Linked DNA regions of Mus musculus: region 1 is linked to region 2. The links are chromatin contacts, called in public Hi-C maps. All regions are on one chromosome and are shown on one strand. The core of a region is the stretch at or near the end of the contact, and the rest is flanking DNA. Distances in the headings are between cores, read along the strand shown.

Evidence for each region. A called contact is a pair of places that touch in the nucleus more often than the background predicts.
Region 1: a contact with region 2 is called in a Hi-C map of uterus, with 2.6 times the contacts expected there. The contact joins the enhancer-like site here to the promoter of Ppfia1 in region 2. A contact is called at or near these places in 9 of 39 promoter capture datasets (the C10 cell line, the HPC-7 cell line, cranial neural crest and 5 more), 1 of 484 Hi-C or Micro-C datasets (uterus) and 7 of 115 datasets of contacts at active chromatin or transcription factors (differentiating embryonic stem cells, embryonic basal ganglia, embryonic forebrain and 4 more).

Annotation. Positions count from the first base shown.
Region 1 is chr7:144,770,595-144,777,564 of GRCm38.p6, reverse strand. No RefSeq gene overlaps it. Among named protein-coding and RNA genes, the nearest start is that of Gm34964, 15 kb to the left of the region's middle. Within about 2 kb of position 1,299, at least 30 of the 459 cell types and tissues checked have an H3K27ac peak or open chromatin away from gene starts, as enhancers often do. A contact at or near this core is called in pre-B cells and uterus, where this site is marked.
Region 2 is chr7:144,551,162-144,558,045 of GRCm38.p6, reverse strand. It overlaps Ppfia1 (protein tyrosine phosphatase, receptor type, f polypeptide (PTPRF), interacting protein (liprin), alpha 1), which reads left to right and starts at 4,317. Exons shown (of 32, transcript NM_001195086.1): 1 at 4,317-4,527; 2 at 5,513-5,776. The coding sequence starts at 5,513. It also overlaps the pseudogene Gm35626.

The DNA.
Region 1 (6,970 bases), core at 50-2,549, 220 kb before region 2:
TCATAAGTCCAGGATGGCCTTAAACTTGCTACGCACGCAGCTCAAGCTGACCCTCCTGCCTCTACCTCCCAAGTGATGGGATGACCGGCCCATGTCACCATCCCTGCTTTGTGTAATGCTGAGAATTGAACCCAGGACTTTGTGAATGCTAGGCGAACATTCTACAACTATGCTACATCCTCAACTCCACTGGGGGCTCTTAGAAAAATGCCTTATAAATATATGCCAGGTTCTTTTCTTCCCCAGGGCGCCTATTTGCTTGAAATGCCTCTCTCTCTCTCTCCTCTCTTTCTCCTTTTCTTCTTCTTCTTCTTCTTCTTCTTCTTCTTCTTCTTCTTCTTCTTCTTCTTCTTCTTCTTCTTCTTCTTCTTCTCCTTCTCCTTCTCCTTCTCCTTCTCCTTCTCCTTCTCCTTCTCCTTCTCCTTCTCCTTCTCCTTCTCCTTCTCCTTCTTCTTCTTCTTCTTCTCCTTCTTCTTCTTCTTTTTTTAAAAATAAGACAAAGTCTAACTGAACCTATAATCCACTTTTGTAGACAGGGCTAGTCTTAAACACACAGAGATTCCCTGCCTCTGATGTGAGCTTCCACACTTGCCCTAGAATTTTTTTTCAGCTGGTCCAAGCTTAAAAGTCAGAGGTGCCTTCCGATGACCCTTGCTGGCACTGTCTCTTAGACATGCCTTCCTCTTACATCACTTTCTGTCTTTCTTTGGTCTTTAAAAAGACCAGTGTTCACCAGCCAGGTTCCACCCTACCTACACTGAGCTGTCTTCTTCTGGGAGCCCACACTTCCTCGTCCTCAGCTCTTGCCTTACTTCCACACAGTGTTTCAAAGCAGATCATATATTTTGGCTTCTGGTGGTACCAGAGGCATAATGTTCTCTGTGGAGAGGAAGGCTGAATGGAGTTGGTGGCCCCTGTTCCTTCCCAGGCTCCTCCACATTTCCCCTCACCCCCAGAGGAGGTTCCTGGTCCCCCAGGGCATAAAGCACTGCAAGAAGTGGCTTAAGAATGGGGTGGCTCTTGGATGCTGGATGTTAGGGACAGCCCTGCATGGGTCACAGTTTCTTTTAAACTGTAAAGAGGAGAATTGTAGGACATAGTGGAGGGATGGATTAAAATCTAGCAAGTGACCAGGACAAACTGTGACCAGGCAGAGGCCCTGCCTCAGTGGGGGATGACCTGTACTATTGTCCCAGGTCACAAAACCCCACTAGGAAGGCCTCACCTTTAATACCCTTTAATACTTACCCAACAGTCCCTGACGGGCAGCTGCATGGAATAGGCATGCTTCACCACCAGGGGGCAGCACAGGCCCTCACATTGGCTTCCCTGGGGACCTAGCTGTCTTCTCACCGCCTAGAGTCCAGAGGCCAACTCCCCAGAGCCCGCCAGGCAGTTCTCAGCCCCTTCCCTAGTTCTCAAAAACTCCAGAAGGGACCCCACAACATCCTGGCCACAGGGACTGTGTCTGCTCAAACCACAGCAAAGATATCAGAGGCTCTGTGCTGTGGCGTTCAGGCCCCCTGGGTGTCTGACTGGCCTCCTAGCCTGCCTTTCTACATGCTCTGGCGTGAGCACACACCTTCTCCCAATGTACACTCATGCTGGCTCACAGGTTTGCAGTATAGCTCCTTGTGCACACACTCCTCCAGGACTCTTGGACAGGCCCTCAGTGTCATCACCAGGCTGCCCGGGCAGCATCCCCTCCCTGCTGAGGTGAAGGTCAGCAGGTTGGTTCCCCTTCCTGGTTGTATCTATCTTCTTCACCATGATCTTCCTCCCCCGGATGAAGCCTCCCTCTTAACACAGGACTCTCTCTCCTGGAGTGAATCCTTCTCAGGGTGAGTCCTTCCCCCAGGTTCTCCCCTAGAATGAGTACTTCCTCCTGCACAGGACCCTCTCTCCTAGAGTGAGTCCGTCTCAGGGTGAGTCCTCTTCGCCTGTGTCCTCCCCTGCAGTGAGTCCTCCCTTCGGACTCAGCTGCTTCTTCCTGGATAACTCCTCCCTCTCTGGGTCTGCCCTCCTGGAGTCCATCTTGGCAGCCAGCTCCCACAGATTTTCTTCAGTTGCTCTTACGGACTCACATTCCCCAGGAAGGCAGGGCTCACACTCTCCTTTCCTCACCCTGTGCCTCAGAGTTGCAGCTCTGGGGGCCTATGGCTGCCCTGGCTACAGGGTTTGAGCTTGCCCCTCCCAGCACCTATGCTCAAACCTGCCCCTCCTTGAAGCAACAGGTTCTGTGAGGTCAGTAGAAGCTCAGAGGCGTGGCCCTTCTAAATCTTGGTTGAGGGAAGGTGTGTGTGTGTGGGGGGCATTTGAAGGCCACCATTGTCAGTATAAACAGTGTTTTGGAGGCAGGATGCCAGTAATGGTGGCCTGCATACCCTAAGACATGCAGAGAGGGACTTGCTGTAGTCCCCCGCTCATCCTAACTCTCTGGATAAGGAAGACCCGGCACTTCGGTCCTCATAGTACCTTGGCTTTTCAGGGTCTCTGGTTGTCACTGTCTGTCAAATATCAAATGACCTATTTGTCCTTCAAGGAATAAAGCCCAGTGTCCAGAGAGAAAAAGAAGAGGCAAGCTCAGTCTGGGAGTGGAAATGGCCCTAGATCCAGAAGAGTCTTGAAGGGAGGCACGGCTCTAGGTGGCTGCAGAGTCCAATGTTGCATTTGGGGCCGTGTGGATCCTGCAGCCAACGGACATTAGACAGAACCTTTGTTTCAAGGACAGGGTCAGGAATGAAGTCCCTCTCTGGAAACCTCTATGCCCAGGGCCACTAGAACTGTGGCCTCAGGCACCCATTTCTGGGAGACTGGTGCCCTTTGGCCTCCAGGTCTGGGAGGGATTCAATTCTACGGTGATGAATGCAGTTCCCCAGTATTCATCTAGACTGAGGGTTGGGACAGACCTGTCCTGCTTGTGGTTTATGTCCCCGAGTCACTTGGCTGAGGGGCCGGAGCCAGGGTTCCCACAGCTCTCACTGATCCTGCAGCCCAGGAGGAAGGCTGACACACTAAGGGAAACAGCATCAGGCAGAGGGCCAGCACTGTCCCCACCACAAGTGGGTGGGGGACATCCAGGGAGTCCCAACAGGGCTGCCACCAGGGAGTTCTGGGATGGAGAAGAGGACAGTGTAGACAAAACCCTGGGGATAGAGACTTCTGGTGTGCTGGGAACACAGAGAAGCAAGTGTAACAGGAAGTGGTACCAGAGGGGGACTCAGATGACCTCTCTTGTGGAAAGCCAGCTCTTGGTAAAAGTCTCTTCAGTGCTTCCTGTCAGTTCAGCAGACTACCTGAGTCTGGTGTTCATAAAGAACAAAACTCTCTTCATCCTGAGGGCCAGGTCACCTGTGTGAGGGCCACTTGACAATCACATAGTCTTCAGGGTCCTGTGGGGGCTCAGCATCACCTGGAGGGAGGGCCAGACACCCCACAAAGCTCTCAGCACTTACTAGTGTCTAGAGTTCCCAGCCAGCCCTCTATTAACACGGTATGGGGCTGAGGTTTCCACACGGAGCCTTGGTGAGACACTCAAGCCATGTGTCTGGTGGACGGTCCTGCAAAGTGTCCTTCTAATCTTCTGACATTGCTGTCTTCCTTCGAGTGGTTCAGGGACCTTTGGGGCAGGCAGGGCCCAGTTCCTCAGTGTGACAGGGCTGGGCTGGCTCTGACTCCAGAGCCTCTAGGCAGGGCTGCACCTGACCAAACACTAGGAAGAGGAAGGGACAACTTAGCCCAGAGTCCCTTGGGGAATAGTGTCCTTGAGTTGGTTCCTAGAACTATGGACACTGGAAAAGCCCAAAGGCTGAGGCTTCTGGGAATTGCCTGTGGGAGACTGAGTGGCAACTGGGCAGGTAGAAGGTACCGCTAATGGCCTGTCCCCAGCCTACCTCTTCTAAGCAAGCACCTGGCCTAGTGCCCCAAAGGACCTGGCATCTTCCAGGCACCTGTAAGACAGCTCCAGGAGGCCACGGAAACTGTTGTTCTCAATAGCCAAGAACCAAGTGTCCAGGTCCAGTTCAAGGCAGGGTTGGGATGAGAGAGGCCAGTTCTCAGAGCCTGAGCTCCCATTCATCCTAAGAGAGACTCAGTAGGTGTCACAGTCCGAGTCCTGCTCCTTCCCCAGTGAGCTGCTTAGTTTTTGTCAACTTAACGCAAACTCCAGTCACTTGGGAAGAGGGGGCCTCAACTGAGGAATTGCTCCCATCAGAATGGCCTGTGAGACATTTTCTTGATTAATGATTGATGTGTGAGGGCCCAGCCTACTGTGGATGACACCATCCCTAGGCAGGTGGCCCTGAGTATAAGAAAGCAGGTCGAGCAGACTAGGAGGCACAAGCCAGTAAGCAGCATCCACCAATGGCCTTGGCTTCAGGCCTTGCCTCTGTTCCTGCCTTCACGTTCCTCAGTGATGGCCTGGGGCCTGTAAGCCAGATAAACCCTTTCCTCCTCAGTCATTCTCAGCCACAGTGTTTGTCACAGAAACAGAAAGCACATTAGAACACTGGGTTCTCATGGTTCAGTCCTAGGCCCCAACATCCCAGAACAGGACCATCATCAGGATGTCACAGCACACAGGGTTGCTGGTCCCCTAGAAGGGGAAAACAGACAGATAGACAGACTTGATGATAGGATCTCTGCCACTATGGAGTCAGGCTAGACCTGGGCAGACCCTTTCAGGCCAGCCGGTTCTTAACTACATCATGACCTTGACCTCTGACTTTCAGAACTGCCATGGGATCACCTCACAGTGGTGTACTACCACAGGAATCCTCCCACAGTTGTGCTCTACCACAGGAGTCCTCCCACAGTGGTGATCTCCCATGAGGTTCCTCACACATTCACCTGGAAGAAGGCAGGCAGGACTATCAGAAGGATGCCTATCCATCTTTTACCCCACCCCCGGGTGCCCTTTCTCTTCTGCTCCCACTGCCTAAGACATTGATTCTCATTCTCTAAGCCCAGACCCCTTCTCTCTGAGGCAGAGGCATTGTTGCCTTGGGCTTGCATGCTAGGTGACCAGTCAGGGTCTCCCAAGATGACTGAGCAGTGAGTGACAGTGTCTCTGGAGGAGCTAGAGGTCCCTCCGGGTATTGTTCAAGTATTGGGGCCTGACTTTCTGACAGTCCCCTGCTCGGCTCTCTCCCATACTCTGGTCTGTCTCCCAAGACAGCAGTTTCTCACTAGAACAGAGCCACACACAAGTCATTATGTTCAAGCCCAGCCTTCACCCTGATCCTGAGCATCTGTCATCCAAAGTGTCCAGGCAAGAAGCACTGAGGTCACATCATTAAGTAGTTGAGGTGCCTTTATCCCCTGAGTGTAGAGCCTCATGGCTGTTGGGCTGTCATGGATGACAGCCTGTGGAGTCATGTGCTGGGCCAGAAGTGCTGAGGTGCAACCTAAGGCCAGGGCAGCAGCCAAGTTCTGAGTCTGTATACTGTCTGGGAGCTTAGCTTATGCTCTCCATGTTCCCAGACACGCAGAGGTATTGGGATTCGTGTGACAATGCCAGGTTATGGGAGAGGGAAGCCAACTCTCCAGGGCTGAAGGGTCCCTCCCCTAGCTGCTCTATTAGCTGCAGCTTCGTGTTGACCTAAGGCCAGCGTTTCACACACTCCCACGGCTGTCCCCTGGTCTCTGATGACAGCAAGCATGGCAGGGGCTGGCCACCCCATGAGCTGGAGGTTTGGTGGTAATCCAGGTGGTAGGCCCCATAGAATCAGGAGAGACAGACAGGGACTGAAGAGAGAAGCGGTCTAGGGGACAGGTGCAGAAGGTGAGAACCGCGCCTCCTCATGGGCTGCACCTGAGGCTGCCCTCACAGCTGGTTACCTGCAGGCACAGCTGCAGCCCATCCCTTCCTGAACTCCCCGACTCAGAGGGGATATGGTCCTGTCCAACTCCAGCTCCGTGGGGCCGGCCAGGAGCCCCTTGTCCCAGCCTCATCACAGTGGGTAAAGTACAGAGCTCCGCTCAGGCTATGGTGGGAAGCAACCTGCACCCCTCCAGGCTTGATACTTGTTCCTGCTTGTCCAGCCCAGATCTGATCCTGGCCTGAGATCCTCTGCTCTTCACTTTATTGGTGTCACTTCCTTCACTCTGTTTCTACAGTCCATCCCCAGGATGGTCTACTTGGCTCTCACTTACATGCTACCTCTATTCCCCCTTCATATATCACCCTGCAGTTCCTCCCAGCCCCCTCTCATTCTGTCAGCACCCCACGGGCAGGGACCTATCCTTTTCATCACATGACCCACAGTGTGCACATCTGGCCTGGGAAAGGCAATAAGTTCTTGGAGCATGGCTGGCTGGCTGCATGGATAGATGGGTAAATGGATGGATATGAGAGGAGGCACATGGGGAGGTAGGTGGGTGGGAAGATGGATGAGTGGATGAATGGATGGGTGAGAAGGATGGATTATTGTGTATAGGTGCCATGGATGCTGGATGGACGGATGAACAAACGGATAAGTGAATGGATGACTGAGTGGGTGGAAAAATGGATGGTGAATGGGTGGGTGGATGGACAGGCAGACTGACAGACAGACGGAAGGATAGATGAGTAGACAGTTGGATGGGTGAATGGGTGACTAGTGAATGGGTAGACAGATGTGAAGACAGATGGATGGAGAGTTCATTTACCTTATGGTCTCTTTCCTGATCACCTCCCCTTGAGAAGGCTGGAGGTCTGATGCCCTGCAATTCAGGAGTTGCCCTTGGCTAAAGAGCAAGGGTATCCAGACCAATACAGGTGACTAGTTCCTTCCACCACTCTCCACTGATTGTTTCCATTTGGAATTTTTGAGAAATACTGGCATTCCTATGCTCTTTAGGGTGGTGGCTTTGCAGACCCAGTAGGGCATCCCTACCAGCACCCAATAAGCCCTAAGGTTTACATAGCTCGCTCTGTTCACTCTGGTCTGAGGTGATGGCCTGGCCAGCCTGTGCTACTGGGACAGACCTC
Region 2 (6,884 bases), core at 3,068-5,567:
CGCTCCAGTCCCACTCACTACTGTTGGCCTCGTTCACTCCGGTCCAAAGATGTATTTATTATTATATCTAAGTACACTGTAGCTGTCTTCAGACACACCAGAGGAGGTCGTCCGATGGATGGTTGTGAGCCACTATCTGATTGCTGGAATTTGAACTCAGGACCTTCAGAAGAGCAGTCAGTGCTCTTATCTGCTGACCCATCTCTCCAGCCCTGTATTTATCTCTTGTGTGTATGTGTGCAGGGTGAAATGCCACAGTGGGCCTGTGAGATCAGAGTGGGAGTCAGTTCTCTCTTTCTAGTAAGTGGATCCCAGGGATCAAACTCGGGTACTCAGGTTTGGTGGCAAGCTCCTTTACCCAGACCTCAATATAAATTATTAGTTTTAATTCTCCTGAAAAAAATGCAGTGGTGTTTTCCTTAATTTCTCAGTTTCTTGCTTGACTTTTCTTGCTATTTGGACCAGAAAAAAAAGGGGGGTGGGGGTGGGGGAGTGGGAAATTTCCTGAGAGACAGTGGAAAGGAATTTTCTGAATGGACAGCCAGAGATACTGTTACTGATTTCTGATCTGGGCTATTTTCTCCTCTCAGAAGTGCGAGGCCGATAACAAGAAATGCTTGCAGAGAGTGAGTGAATTTTTATCCTTTGGCCTAGGATAGGAGTTGTGGGGGATAAACTCAACAGCCAACTTCCAGGCCTGGGAGTTGGAATAGTGTGAGCCTTGAATGCAGGGCTTCACCTTCAAGTTCTCACAAAATAAGAGCAAAAGGAAGGAAGGAGAGAGATAGATCAATGTGGCGGGGGAGGGGGTGTGACAGCATCGTCCACTGACAGGACACTGGGGGCTCTTGTAGCACCTCAAGGACAAGTACAATTAGGGCAGTGAGGGATGAAGGCAAAGCAACAGTATTTTTCTTTTGTGCTCTCAAAATGGCTGCCACAGAATAGCCTTCCAGAGCCTGTCCCAAAGGAGGAGGGAAGGGACTTTTGCACTACTACCCTTTATCAGGAAAGACATACTCCAGAATACTCTGTGTAGTTTACCTTACATCTCACTGATGAGAAGCAGATGCCCAGACCAACTCCTAGGCTACGGGGCAAAGGAGAGCAAGGCTCTAGCTGACTGACATCAATCCTCACTCACTGGGGGATAGAGGAGTGGCCAGGAGAACATAGTATGAAGTTGGGGATAATGGGATTTCAAGGGTGCAGGGCTCTTGGGATGAGGCTTTGCAAATGTGACTTTTATGTGTGTAGACACTTGTGTAGGTGTCATCCTGAGGAAGGCCTGGCACCTTGTTCTCTGGTTTGCCCCAGGGATCCCAGTGTCTTTACTGCCTCAGGCTGGGATTACATAGTTGCTCGGCCAAACCCAGGTTTGTTTGTTTGTTTTGATTTTTATTTTGTCTTCATTCTGTTTTGTTTTTGGAAGAAGCTCATGTCCTCAGCCTTGCCCAGCAAGCCCTTTACTGAGTGGCCTCTTTAGCCCCAAATTGTTTTTGTTATCACTCCATCTAGAGATATCTGTGTTTCCAGATCAACCCAAACAGACCACATTCCCAGCAAGGAAGAACAGACTTGCCCGTGAGCAAGGTTTCAATAAAGTCTAGCCCAGGCAGGAGGAACTGCCTGAGGACTGAAGACGCTCAGGTCCACTGCCTTTTTGTTTCAGGAGCTCCTAGAACCTAACTCCTCAGCCTGGGACTGAGAAGCCATGCAACAGGTGTGGTGGTGAGTGGTTATCTTCACATGCTTGTGACATTTATCAGGAGGAGTTCAAAGCTAGCCTCTGCTACTTTGTAGCTAGTTTAGGACACTTGATACCTCTTCTCAAAAAAGGTGTGGTGCTTGGATGGGACTGGAGAGATGGTTTAGTGGTTAAGAGCGCTTGGAGCTCTAGCAGAGGACTTTGTCCATTTCCATTACCCACACCTGCATGGCGGCTTGCAACTATACGTAACTCCAGTGCATATATATTTACGGACAGACAGACAGACACTCAAGCACATGAAATTACACAGAGAAACCCTGTCTCCAAAAAAAAAAAAAAAAAAGAGGGGGCTGACAACGCCATGCATGATAGCACACATCTGTCATCCCAGCACGTGGGAGGTCGAGACAAGTGTGTGGAAAGTTGCACATTAGCCTGTCTCAAAGGGCCCTCGCCTCTAAAATAAATAAAATTCGGACCAGTGAGAAGGCTCAGCAGGTAAAGGCACTTGTTACCAAGGCTAATGACCAAAGTTTAATCCTTGGGACCCACATGATAGAAAGATGGAAATGTTTCCTGCATGTTGTCCTCCTGCCTTTACATGTATGTTGTAGTATACACATGTGTAGACATACACAGACACAGAGACATGGACAAATGGGATTAAAAAAACTAAACCACTGTGAGTGTTAGCCATGTCTCTGCGATCCAGAGGGACAATGGTCCTGTAGCTTCTGTTCTTCACATCCATCTCTGCTGATTTATGGTCTGCAAGAATAGGTGCCAATCAGCGGGAGCTGGGATTTCCACAGGCAGAAAGCTGGGGAAGAGCTCTGAGCATTAGGGACCAGCAGGATGACATCTCTCTGCGGATACACCTCCCCATTCACACATCTTGCAAAGCATGCACTGTTGCTAAGGGTGGTTACACCTCCCCATTCACACATCTTGCAAAGCATGCACTGCTTGCTAAGGGCAGCTCAGCTTCTTAGCTTGTGGTGAAACTTGCTGGAGAAGCATTGTTTTCTTTAGCTTTCTGCCATGCCAGCTTCATACATGTGCTGACTGTGGAAGAGGACCCAGTACAGTATGCCCTGTTGAGCTGTGTTTGGTCCTGGATCAGTTTCTTAGGAGATGGCTGTATTGGCAGGAACCTCTGGGGAGACATGAGCATTTTGTTTTTGTTTTTGTTTTTGTTTTTTGAGACAGGGTTTCTCTATATAGCCTTGGCTGTCCTGGAACTCACTTTGAAGACCAGGCTGGCCTCGAACACAGAAATCCGCCTGCCTCTGCCTCCCCAGTGCTGAGATTAAAGGCGTGCGCCACCACGTCTGGCTTGAGCATTTCCTCAAATCCAAACCTGAGATCAAGGCAACTGAGAACTTGTGTGCAGTGGCTGATAGTCCTTAAAGACTTTGCTGCTTCTATTTACATTCTGACTTGTTTTGTGGAAAAAGGTCTCATTATATAGATCGGGCAAAACTCAGAGATCTGCCTGCCTGCCTCTGCTTTCTGAGTGCTAGGATTTCAGGTGGGCACTATTGTGCTTGGTTATACTTGTAACTTGACTTTGTAATTAATTACTGACTTCTTGAAACAGGAATCTGCCCATGTAACCCTGACTGTCCTGGCTCTCTATGTAGCCTATACTAGTCGACAGTATTCTTGCCTTGGCCTTTGGAAAGTTTTATTGGCTTTTCAGTTATGGTTGATGATCATTTTGCTTTGGTTTCTGGACTATTTTATTGGCGTTAATTAAAAAAAAAAGTTTTAAAACAAGGTCTCAGTATGTACTCCTGGCTGTCCTGAAACTCACTATGTAGACAAGGCTAGCTTGAACCCAGAGATCTGCCTGGGTGCTGGGAATAAAGGCGTGTAGCACCAAGGCCAGCTAGCTTTTTATTTTTACGTGGAGTCTGGGAAATGGAACTTAGGTTCTAATACTTGCAAGAGTGACTGAGCCCTTACATTTTGTTGTTGTTGTGTGTGCGCGTGTGAATGTGAGCACATGTATGCACCCACACGATACATGTGTGCAGGTCAGAGGACAACATTCAGGACTATGTAGGTTCCGAGGATCTACTGCAGGTCTTCTGGGTCCTAGGGTTCGAACTCAGTCGTCAGGGTTGATGGCAGTAGCCTTTGTTTGTATTTTACAGGCAGAGTCTCCACCTTGCTGTAATTCTCCTGCCTCAGACTTCTGAAGGGTAGGCATAGAGGTAGAAGGTACCTTGCCCGACCTGTCAGCACTTTCCGGTTTTGCAGGTGGTCCGGCGGGACTCCCCAGAGGTCTTGGGTTTTGAGGGGGGGGGCGAGTGCTCAGGTGACGTCGGCGTTTGGGTGACGTCAACACACACACACTGGCGTGAGAGCACGGAAGCAGGACTGCGAGCTGCGCACACCTGCCAGAGATCTTTACCGGTGTTTCCACGGTCGCCCTGTCTCCGCAGGGGGTTGGCCTGCCGGGGGCGGGGCTAAAGCGAGGACTAGCCAATTGGATCTCCCGATAGACCGCCCGCCCACTACCGCGGATCTAGCGCATGCGCACGGCCCCGCGGCCAACCTCTCCCGCGGGGGGCGGTGCTGACGCTCGCGCCGACGCGCCGGACGTCGGGCACGTTGACGCCGGCGACGCGCCGGGCCCGGTTCTCTGCGCTCGCTAGTGTCCCGCGGCGGCGGGCCGGCCTTCGTGACGAGCGGGGCGGCGGGCCCGGGGGCCGGGCGAGGACGCAGCCGCGGGGCTGCGTGGGTCGGCCCGCAGCCGGCCGCCGCCCGAAGGCCGCTTCATAGCCCCGGAGCCGCGCCCGCCGGCCAAGGTGAGGGCGGGTGGAGCGGGCCGCGCTGGGTGGCGGGCCAGGGTCGGTGGGGCCGGGTCGGCAGGGTCAGTGTGCGGGGGTCAGCAGAGCCAGCAGAGTTGCGGCTAGCCTGGCAAAACGGGTTGATAGCAGTTAGGTCCGAGTTCGCTTAGACTGGCCAGAGTAAGTGAGGTTGGGGGCAGTGAGGCTGTGGGGTCAGCTGAGCCAGGCCGGGGCAGCGGGTGCTGCTCAGATGCACCTGCAGCGCCTTCTGCTTCATCCTCCACCCTGTGCCCTGACAGCATGCAATCTCTAGTTCCATCTCACCTTTTCCTCCTCCTCCTCCTTTTTTTTTTTTTTTTAACCTAGCCCTGTTGTCCCGACTTCCTAGATTCCCAGTGTGGGTATATTTTCTCTTTCTGTTCTTTTCCCCTGTCTTTGACTGTGAACTTATGTAAGTTGGGTTGGCTGACCAACCGTTACACAGCAGCAGGCCTTTGCTAAACACTTCTGTCCAGACTTTAAAAAGCCAATCCAGTTGCTTTTTCCGCTGATCACCAAATATCCAGCCCCACAAGTCAGGGTGCCTGCTAGTCCTTCCCAGGAGCTGACTGCACACATTCCTGGAGGATGCTTGGGTCCATAGTGCTGGTGTTTTGTCAGTTTCCAGTCTTCTTCTGTGGTTGAGGGACTGTTTGGAATCTCTCTTCCTGAGGAAACTGTCTTCAGCTGTTAAATGTGGATTTTAAACAGACCCCCACTGGTTGGAGGTGAGCATCCCAGCTCCTCTTGCTCCCAGGACTGTCTCCCCCAATCTGCTCATTATATTGACCTGTGCATGCTACTTCCCAGAGTGTGTGCATCCAGAGTGGATGATCGTCACGGATAGCTCTGGGGCTGTCAGCCTTTTTCTCATTAGCCACAGGTGGTGCTCAGAAAGCTGCAGGTTTGTGGAAACTCTTGTTCTGCACCTACTGATTGTGGTCTGTACCGTTCCTTTTTCAAGATGATGTGCGAGGTGATGCCGACCATTAGTGAAGCAGAAGGCCCTCCAGGAGGAGGTGGGAGCCATGGGTCAGGCTCCCCTTCACAGCCAGATGCTGATTCGCATTTTGAGCAGCTCATGGTTTCCATGTTGGAAGAACGGGACCGCCTTCTGGACACACTAAGAGAGACACAAGAAACACTGGCATTAACCCAGGGGAAGTTGCATGAAGTTGGTCATGAAAGAGATTCTTTGCAGAGGCAGCTCAATACTGCACTTCCACAGGTATGCCCATCAAACTGAAATCAAGGAAGGTTTCTGCCTTTAAATGTCTGCAGGACTGTCTTGTTAGTGTATTAGCTTGCTGGCTGCTTTGTGTAACCACTTGGGAAGTGATGGTTCTGATGTTTTCTGAGCACTGGTAAAATTCTCAGGAATTCAATTTAGGGGAAAAAATGGGGATCCACCAAAGCCATGTGACCACACCACTCCACTGTCATACCTCTTTGGGAAACTGCCTAGATTTAGGAAAGCACTTAAATGTTTTTGACAGGGGGCTATGAAGCAGTTGAGCTGTGTTGAGTGTCCCATTCTGTCTTAAACTTGTCCTTGTCTGCTGTGGATCTGTGAGGAGTGGATCTCAGGGTTTTTTTATCTTATCCCTGGTTTATGTCTTGTGGACTTCCAATTTCCTAGGGAAATCTTGTGGATAAATAGAACTCATTTCATGGGAAAAATTTATACAGGCTTTCTCCAGAACATCTGTGAGCTGTAACTAAACTTTGTTTCAGGGGAGAAAGGATTGAAAATTGAATCCTGAGGCTCCTCTTCCCAGGCAGATGAGACTTTCAGAGCTTGAAATACCTACTGTGTCCTTAGTATCACATTTAGATTGGTATGCTAGAGCCTCCTCTTTTGGAGTTAAGTGGTATAGGAAGGAGAAGGCAGTATAGCCAGCAAAGCCCAAGGTGAGAGGCAGGCATGTGGAGCAGGGGTTGCTTAGATTCCTGCTGACAGCCCACTTTACTGGTTCATGATGGGCGTCTCCTTGGTGCTCAAGGAATCTGCACTTACGCTCTTGTGGTGTGTCTGCAGATATCAGTTAGCAAGTCAGTAATGAGTGCCTTGATGCATCTCTCAGCTGTAAAGTCAGTTCTATGAGATGGGACTAAATGTTTGAATGTCCTTTTTAGAAACAGTAATTTGGTGTTAGTGTTGTGTGCTGAGGGGTTTTGTTTGGTGACTAGAGAGTTGTCTTTTCTTCCTGGAGTCTTAGGAATGAGCAGGTTAATTAGGTCAGATTCCGTTGCCTCATACTCAAGAGGCTTTCAGGAGGTCATGAGTCCTACTTGCTCTACTCTACACTTGGGTTTGTTGCAGCTCAACTCTGCAT